2 separate regions of the Cricetulus griseus genome follow, and region 2 is linked to region 1. The links are chromatin contacts, called in public Hi-C maps. All regions are on one chromosome and are shown on one strand. Each heading gives the region's core, a stretch centred on a gene start, on an enhancer-like site or on the middle of the called end of the contact. The rest is flanking DNA. Distances are from core to core; before and after follow the strand shown.

What was found. A called contact is a pair of places that touch in the nucleus more often than the background predicts.
Region 2: a contact with region 1 is called in a Hi-C map of the CHO-K1 cell line, with 6 times the contacts expected there. The contact joins the promoter of Pdia6 here to the promoter of CUNH2orf50 in region 1. A contact is called at or near these places in 6 of 8 Hi-C or Micro-C datasets (the CHL-YN cell line, the CHO-K1 cell line, the CHO-S cell line and 2 more).

What each region holds. Positions count from the first base shown.
Region 1 is chr7:26,228,189-26,232,974 of CriGri-PICRH-1.0, forward strand. CUNH2orf50 reads right to left here and starts at 1,325. Exons shown (of 3, transcript XM_027424672.2): 1 at 806-1,325. The coding sequence starts at 1,020.
Region 2 is chr7:26,433,034-26,437,683 of CriGri-PICRH-1.0, forward strand. It overlaps Pdia6 (protein disulfide-isomerase A6), which reads left to right and starts at 1,789. Exons shown (of 13, transcript XM_027424676.2): 1 at 1,789-1,905. The coding sequence starts at 1,872.

The DNA of each region.
Region 1 (4,786 bases), core at 75-2,574:
TGAGTGGTCACCATTTGTAGTGGTTTGAGTGAGAATGGACCCCATAAGTCTCATGTGTTTGAATACTTGGTTCCTAGTTGGTAGAACTGTTTGGAAAGGATTAGGAGGTATGGCCTTGCTGGAGGAGATGCATCACAGGAGCAGGGCTTTGAGGCTTAAAAAGCCCATGCTAGTCCCAGTTGGTTTTTGAATACCGACTTAAGCTACTGCTCCAGTGCCATGGCTGCCTGCCTGTTGCCATGCTCTCTGCCATGATGGTCAAAGAAGCTAACCCTCTGGAACCATGAGCCTCTTTGCCATTCTAGTCTTGTCTTCTTCAGCTCTATATCCAAGGTGGTGATTATTAGATGGTATGGTATTTTTTCTATTTAGAGTTTTTGAGGACCCACCATACTCTTTTCCCTTCTTATGCTCGTGATGACTACCATCAAGCTGAAAGCATGGAGGAGGCCCCCACACCCACTCCCACCCCCTAGCTAGCATCCCTGCTCAGGCAGTGCCTTAGCTATGCACCACCAGCTTCCTCCCATCTCACCTGCCATGTCCATCTGGGGAGGTTGCTATGAGTTGGGAGATGGGATCAGAGCCCTCTCTATGTCTCTATTCCCAGCCACCTGCTGGGACCAAGGCCCTGGGCTCTTGTAGCAAATTCAGATCCAGTCTGGGTCTGAGCAGGCCTTCCTTGCATCCTACTTTCAAGTTCTCCCCCTCTTATCTCTTTTCCATATATTCTCCCTTTCCCCAGCACCAAAGCAGCTGGGGGCGCGGGACTGCGGGAGGAGGGAGGCAGGGGCAGGTCACTCACCACCGCTGCTGGCCTCGGGCTTCGGCTTCCACAAGCTCCCTCCACAGCTGGTCCTGCTGCACACCAGGGGCTGTGGCACCCTGGCAGCCACCAGCATGACCCCGGCTTGCTGCAGGGCCATCCCGAGCCCTGGAAACTGAGGCAAGATGCCTGGTAGGACGCAGTCCGTGTCCGGATGTTGTGGCTCTTGGGAGCCCAGCGTGTTGGCTGCCCATGGGGGACTGAGGAGAATAGGAGAGGGAGAGAGAAGAGAGAAGAGAGACTGATTGAGATTCCTTATCCCAGGAAAGCCTGCACAAGATCTTCACAACGGATCCCGAGCTCAGAATGAGTGACTGATGTGGACAGAAACTCTCCAGGCTGGGGCAGCATCTGCGCCCAGCTGTGTTCTGCTGGCCCAGTCTGTGTTGACTGTCGCCCAGGGAACAGGAGGCTCCCGGGTGCACACGGGAAGGGGCGGACCCCACTGAGTGCTCGCTGAAGACATCTGAGCCCCTTTGTGGGGTGCAGATTGTCTGTGCTTTGTCCAGCCCTCCCCTGGGCCGGAGGGCGGGACAGACCCAGTAGGCGGTGCTCCGGAGAGCTGCGTGGGCAGGTGAGAGGAGCACGATCTTGTGCTGCCCCCTGGTGGACACCGCAGGCTCCCAGGGGAGGCGCCCCGGGGCCTTGACAGATGTGAGGCCAGGGCAGGAAGTGAAGTCATCCTATCAATTGTCTATTTAAAGTAACTTGGGGAGGAAAGGGTTTATTTGGCTTTCACTTCCACATCACAGAAGGAAGTCAGGATAGGAACTCAAACAGGGCTAAAACCTGCAGATCGCTGATGCAGAGGCCATGGAGAGGTCCTTGCTCCCCATGGCTTGCTCCGCCTGCTTTCTTACAGAACCCAGGACCACCAGCCTGGGTGGGCTGGGCCTTCCCCATCAATCAGTAATTAAGAAAATTCCCTACAGCTGAATCTTATCTTGGAGGCATGTTCTCAATTGAGGTTCCCTCCTTTCAGATAGCTCTCACTTGTGTCAAGTTGACATAAAACTAGCCAGGACACCAATGTTCCTTCTGAAAGTCCATGGAGCCCTGCCATTGATCCTGCCGACCAGCTGGGGGCAGCATTTGTAGGCATATGCTCTACCACTGAGTCACACTCCAGCCAAGAAGGAAGGCTTTCCTAAACCTAGTCTGCAGGTAAGAATCCAACAGCGGCAAGTGACCCGTCCAGGTGGCTTTGAGTTTAGCTGGTCATAAAAGGCATACTGAGGCTGGGCGTTGGTGGCGCACACCTTTAATCCCAGCACTTGGGAGACAGAGGCAGGCGGATCTCTGTGAGTTCGAGACCAGCCTGGTCTCCAGAGAGAGTGCCAGGATAGCCTCCAAAGCGACACAGAGAAACCCTGTCTAGAAAAAAAAAAAAAAAAAGGCATACTGAGGACTTAAGGTACTGATGCAGACCCCACTTCTGTTTCTTCTCTAACCCGAGCAGTCCAGCTCCCTCAGCGGCACCAGTAGCTTTTTTTTTTTTTCCCCCAACTTAGCCAAACCCAGACATTCCCATAACTTCTGTTCCAGCCACTCTACCCCTCTTCCTCACCACCGTGGTGCATCATGGAAGGGTTTGTTGATAGACCCCTCATTCATTCCCTGACACTCCATGCCTAACTCCTGCTCAGCAGGGCGCTCCTTCTCTGCACCCCCAGGGGAGAACAGAAATAACCAGGTGCAGACAGAGGTGCCCAAAGTGGAGGGATGCTCTGGTGCCTGGGGCTCGGCCAATCGGTGGCACCTACACGACTCTTCTAGCTTCAGGTCTCATGCTGAGAAGCAGTTTTCTCTCTTGCAAGCAAGCTCCATAAGACCAAAAGTAAACAACTCAAAATAGCTTCAGGAAGTCCCTGAAACTGACCAGATTCACCAGGCTCTGCCTTTCCCAACAGTAAACAATATAGCAAGTACTGATAGGACCCACTTTCAGAGAAACCAAGCTGCCTGGAAGAACCAGAGGCCACAACTGAGCCACCTGGAAAACACACTCTCCAACATGTAGAGCTGCCTGTTGTGTGCTCTAGGTTCCCAGCTTTTGTGAGCTGTCACCATGCTTGGGTAGGCTTTAATGACGCAGCTGTCTCTGAGTCACTACCTCTGTGAGTGACCTCTCATCCATATGCCCTTAAATAATCCCCCCAAACCCAGTGATTCACCAAGTTGGACTTTTGTGGTATCCATACTTTGGTCTCTGTTGTGGGATCCCTATCTGAGGGGGTGGATAGACATGTTGTGGTAGTTTGAATGCAGTTGGTCTCCATAAACTCAAAGGGAGTGGCATTATTAGGAGACATGGTCTTGGTGGAGGAGGTTTGGCTTTGTTGGTGGAAGTGTGTTGTAGTGGGGGTGGACTTTGAGGTCTCCTATGTCTGCTTTCTGTTGCCTGTGGATCAGGATGTAGGACTCTCAGCAAATTTTCCAGCACCATGTCTGCCTCCCCACCAGGATGACAATGGACTAAACCTCTGGAACTTTAAGCCACTCAATTAATTGTTTTCCTTCGTAAGAGTTGTCAGTCTGGGTGGTGGTGGTGTATGCCTTTAATCCCAGCACTTCGGAGGCAGAGGCAGGTAGAACTATGTGAGTTCAAGGCCAGCCTGGTCTACAGGGAGTGCCGGGACAGGTTCAAGAGCTACACAGAAAAACTCTCAAAAAACAAAACAAACAAAACAAAACAACAACAAAAAGAGTTGTAGTGGTCATGGCATCTCTTCAAAGCAAGAGAAACCCTAAGACATGTGTGTTGTGTTTCCCAAGAAAAGTTCATTATGAAAGAGGAAGCAGGGGTTTGGTCTTCACAGATGAGAAGGATTTTGCCCATGACAAAACTGGGGATTGAAAAATTTAGATACCAGAGAGAGAAGAGAGGGGAGGGGGCACAGTCTGGGGCTGGAGGCCGGGTGCAGATGCAGCCTGACATAGGGATGTTTGGGAGTTTACTCTGCACAGAGCGGGTACTGATGAGTTATAAGCACTGAGGTAAATGCAGAGTTGGAACCACCAGGACAGGGGCAAGAGACAGATGAGGCTGTCATCCTGTGACCCCTCTGAAGGGTGGCACTGAAGCCACACTGGGCGCTGGCAGAGACAAATGTAGGGGAGACCCAGTGGACCAGTGCAAGAAGTAAAGGGACTCCAGCTCACTGGGGCCCCTGACAAACATGACAGGCCTTGTCTTTCTTCCAATACCCTCTGCCTTGCTAAAATCTGTTTGATTCCCTTATTTGGCCACTTTCTCCTTCTGAGGCTGACTATGAAGGTCCAGCTAACAAAGTATTGAAGTCCAGCAGTCAAAAGCCCCCTTTGGCTACCCCAATTAACATGGCCAATCAAAACAAACTAACTCATCTTAACACGGGGATTCCCCTTTCTCTTTATAAACGGCCATTTTCCTATGGGCCACACCTGTCTCCTCTCTATCCAGAGGCAGCCCTTTGTCCTTCCAGGACAAATATCCCTGCTCTCTCTCCCTTGTTCCCTTGCTCTCCTCCCTTATCCTCTATCTCTTGTCTTTGTCCCTTATCCCCTGCCCTCTGTCCTTCTGGAGTAAATACATCTCCTTTGTGCTGGGAACTTGGTCTTGGGAGTCCTGGTCGATACTTTCCCTTTCAGGAAGGCCCTTACACACCATCTTTTGGCGTTGGCATGAAGAAGGGGCTGAGGTGGGTATGGAGTTCTGGGGGGTATGGTGTAGGTTAAAAGCCCCAGCTCAATTCCAGGTCTTGAAATCCCACCAATCCCTGAGCTCAAAATCCAACCAATCCCTGAGCTTGCCCCAAGCTCAGGACTTGAAATCCCACCAATTCTCACCCTGGAAAAATCTGCCCTGGAAAAAAATCCACCCCCAAGAAACCCTATATAAGCCTGCCTCCCATTCAGTTTTCTGCTTTTTTCCTGCTTTTCTCCTGAGCAGAGGTAGCCACCCACCTCCCTGTGTTTTTT
Region 2 (4,650 bases), core at 539-3,038, 210 kb after region 1:
TAGACTACAGAAGGACAAAAATGACCCAGTTTGCACAAAGCACTTACATTAGCCAAGTTTATGAGCAGGAAAGTATGATGAGCAGGGATGAGGGGGAGGGAGGAATGTGAAGTTCTTATGGGCAGAATTTTGGTTTAGAACAAGGAAAAACCTGGGTGTGGATACTAGTGAGGAGCTGGGGACATAGCTAGCTCAGTGGCAGAATGCTTGATAGCACCTGTGACCTTTGGGTCTGATACCCAGCACTGTGGGAAAACGCAAAGCAGCCAATTGTGTGTACGTTTTTACCACACCGAAGAAGCAAGCAAACAAACAAAAAAGGGATTAATTCTGGGTTCCATGGTACCAGGGTCTTCATTGAATCAGAACTCAGGAACACAGCAGTACAATGTGCCTTTGTCACCCGGGCCTCTGTGTAAGCTGTGTGCTCCCTGGCCAGTGGCTGTGACTCCAACAGTACCTGGCACAGTTAGGCTATCTTAGTTTGTTTTCTGTTGTGATAAAACACTGATCAAAAGCAGCTTGGGAAGGAAACAGTTAATTTGGGTTAGAATCTATCAAGAGGCATGGAGGCAGGAACTGAAGCTAAGACCACACAGGACCCCTGCCTCCTGGCTTGATCTGTCCTGGGGAGGCACTGCCTCCAGTGGGCTGGGCCCTCCTCCATGGATTATCGGGAAAAAAAAAAAAAAAAAGCCTGCACAGACATACCCACTGTCCTTACAGATGGAAGCAATTCCTTAATTGAGGTACCTTCTTCCCAAATGACTCTAGTTTGTGTCTAATAGACAGAGGCCTTAGAGGGGTGCTGCTTAGTGTCTTGTTCCTCATGGCTTGTTTAGCCTGATTTCTTACAGAACTCAGAACTACCAGCCCAGGGATGGACCCCTCACCGTGAGTTGGGCTCTCAATCACTAATGAAGAAAATGCCCTACAGCTGGTTCTTATGGCAACATTTCCTCAATTGAAGTTCCCTCCAACTCTAGCTTGAGTCAAGCTGCTATAAAACTAGCCAGCACAGTCACCACGGTGTGTTTCTGGGCGCCTGAAATCTACTCCAGGGCTTCATGTATACTAGGCAAGCACTCTACCATCAGAACTGCATCCCCAGACATTATTTTTAATTGTGTCTTACTGTGTTCGCCTTAAAACACCTTTGTAAATATTGCAAAGCACTCTCGGCCAGATGATGCATTTTAGCCCCCACCTTGGCCACCTCCCACAGCTCTTTAAAGCTCTGAGGGTCCCAGGGTCACGTGAGTGAGCAAGGCTTTGCGGTCAATTTAACAAAATAAGTGTGGAAAGGTGCTTTATACAGAATAAGCTCGGCAAAGGGTTTCCGCGTACAAAGGAATAAATATGTCATTTAATAAGGCCGTAAATACACTGAGGACCCGGGGCTAGTCTCCCAACATAAGAGACAGGTCAAAAAGTGAGGGCTGGAAGGGGCCACGAGAGAGGCAAAGAGGAAAGAGAATGAGGAACTGGGAGAAATGAAGACTCAGCCCTGGATTTCCAGTTAGCTCAGGAAAAATTAAGGGGACGAGGGGGACCCGCAGGGACAGCTCAGAACATCCTTTGGTCCTGCCCCTTCATTCCCCGCCCATCCTCGCCCCGCCCAGCTCCACTCCACCGCTGGTCCCTGGCCCCACGAAGGAAAAAAAAAAAGAAAAAAAAAACCAAACCGGTAACCTCTACCCGGCCGCTTCCCATTGGCCAGGCACGCGAGCGAAGTCCACAGAGACCAATGAGCGGCGGCCACGGCGCGGCGAGCCCTTCCGGCCCGCCCCCGCGCGCCGGCGCACCGCCCGCTAGAAGCCGAGGGCGGGACGTGGGCGCGGCAGAGCCGGAGCGGCGGCGGCGCGGACAGAATGCGGCTTCTCGGCATGGCTCGCCTTGGGTTCGGTAAGCGCGGGCCTGCGGTGGGAGGCTGGGCCGGGGGAGGTCGGAGGGCCCGGGGCCGCTGAGCAGGCCCGAGCGGTGGGGACAGAGTGCCGGGCCGGCCTGGGGACTTCTCTGCTGGCGGGGTGGGAGAGGCCCGACTGGGCCCTCTGCAGGAGGCCCCGGGGAGCCGGGGACTCGCAGCTTCTGCTCACCCCGAGTGCGAGCCACCACCGGTCCACCGGTCCACCTCAGCCTTCACTTACAGACGCCGGTAGCAGAAGCCGGTTCTGAGATGCAAACCGAAGGTGGCCAGTGCCCTCCAAGGGAGGCCTCACCGCACCTGAGCACTTTTAAAGCCTTTGAGCGTCCACCCAGATGCCCCGGAATGATGTTTAGCGACCCAGTGGGTGAATTTGGGGGTTCCCTCCCTCCCCGGCTGTCTTTGTTTGCGGCCCTAAACTCTCAGACATTACTTAACGCAGCCTAGATCCTGGCTGGAAAGTAGGGGAGATGGGTCCCTGCACTCCCTCCCCCTTCGTTTACTGTCTGTGACCGGGAGCACGTTTTCTCGCCTCTCTGCCTTTTTTTTTTTTTCTTTCTTTCTTTTTTTTTTCTTTTTAAACCGTGCTTACCCTATGAGCGGTAGGTAGTACGTGTTTAAGAAGTACTTGCTGGGTTACTGTGGAGAGCAGATGAGAGGGAAAGATTTAATCTCTAGTTTTCCCGTGAGTGTTTATGAAAGTGAGCCTATCAATTAACTCATTATTTTAATCAGGTAGTCAGTCCCCTATTTTTCTTTTCTTTTTGGACACCCTGCTGCAGGCGGGTGCCAGGCAGAAATGTTACAGGCGTGAATTTATAACACCCTTAACGGCTACGGAGATTGAATGGGAAGCCACAGATGGCACAACCATCTGTACGCATGGAGTGTGGACCCCAGGAGTTCTGTTTCCTGGAGGTGCTCATTGTCACTGTGTAGAGTGGCCTTGTGAAACAGAACTTGATGGGTCAGCATTGACCTACTCTGCATAGTAAATCAGCCCCCCCCCCCCAGGAAGGGGGTTGTTGGTTGGTGAGCAGATGCCAACGGCAGTGTGTTTGCACCTCCCTGACCCTGGTAGATCTTCTTGGAGCCATCACACTGAGACAGAATCGGGTGGTTCTGCTTCTCTTGACCATTTAGGCGTCAGGGGAGAATGTGTATCCTCTGCCGGCATCCTCAGGGATGGACAGTGACTCCATGCCTCAGGAAGGCATTTCTTGTGCATGGACAATTTGTTTTCCTAGACAGTTCCTAGATTTTTTTGGCTTTACACTTCACCTAGTTCTCTGAGCTTCCCTTAACAGGTGGCTACCCATTAGAAACAACACTTATCAAAGTTCTAAGACCTAAATACCTTAAAACTTAGGGTGACCACCAGTCAGAAGTAGACTGCAACAAGTTTCTAGTGTTGGAGGTAATAGTCCATAAACTTTGTGTACAAAGTGTCCATAACTTCTAATTTTTTTTCTGGCTCTGAAATTCTCACAAGACATAGTGTATTGAGCCGATAGGGATTCGTAACAATTTCATAAACATCTTTAAACAGTCTTGTAAGTAGTAGAACTCTCTGGACCTGGTAACACATGTCTTTAAATCCCAGCACTTGGAGGCAAACTACTATTCCCTTTGCGGAACAGCACCATCCAATAGAAATTGTAATGGTGCAACTTTGTATACAATGTAATCCTATTTCTAGGAGCCACAACTGAAGCAGAAGAGGTAACATTGCACAATGACCATATTCATGGTGGCAACCCCATTGGATTCTACGCCCTAATGATTGATGTCCTAGCTGCCCCTATCTGTGCCTTTGTCACATGGTGACATAGTCTCCATACATACCTCTCAGTTAGAATGCTGTCACTAAGTCCTGATCATCTGTATTTTACCCATCATTTCAGCACATACTCAATCAGTATGAAAATATTAATAAAATTTGTTGTTTTTTTTTTTTTTTCTCCAAATCTTTGGAACCTGGTATGCTTTTCTAACCCTTGGAGGACCTCTCAGTTTGGGGTAACCACATGTGGCTGATGGCTTCCATGGTGGATAGTTGTTTTCGGGAACAGCCCCACTGGCATCCAGATGTACCCATCCTGTCCCACTTTGTGAATGAAATGGAGCCTTCCATAACTCCTCTGTCACTGACTCTAGATTCCCGTCCTGACTTGGGCTTTTGGTAGAGACCTTCGGTGTCCTTCGCCTCTCCAACATGCATACGTAGCCACACAGATGACTCCCATCTCTACACCAAAGCTTCACCCTACCCCACACACTTTCTACTTCCAGCCTGCAGAACTGTCTGTGTTCTCTGAACTTACTGCCTCCTCTCCTCCAATCCTCTGCCCACTGGCTGCTGGTTATTTTCACTGTCACAGTTGCCCAGGTGCTCACAGACAACTTGTTGTTAAATGCAGTAGCCAGCTGCATCCTTCCCTGTTGTTCCCTGGTAGTGTGTTAATGGCTCTCATTCCATGCTTCTTGGTGTGTGAGTGGCATCACTCTTAGAAAAGACCACTTTTTTTCATAAGTTCCTGCAATATTGACCCTCTCTATAATTCAAATGTATTATACTTCTTAGACATTGATATTCGAATGTATTAACTGCACAGAATAGTAGGTTTCCTTGGGACATTTTCATACATGTACATAATGTACTTTGGCCATATTCACAACACAAACTCCCCATTACCCTTTCTTGTTCCTCTCCCTTTGGTCCCTTC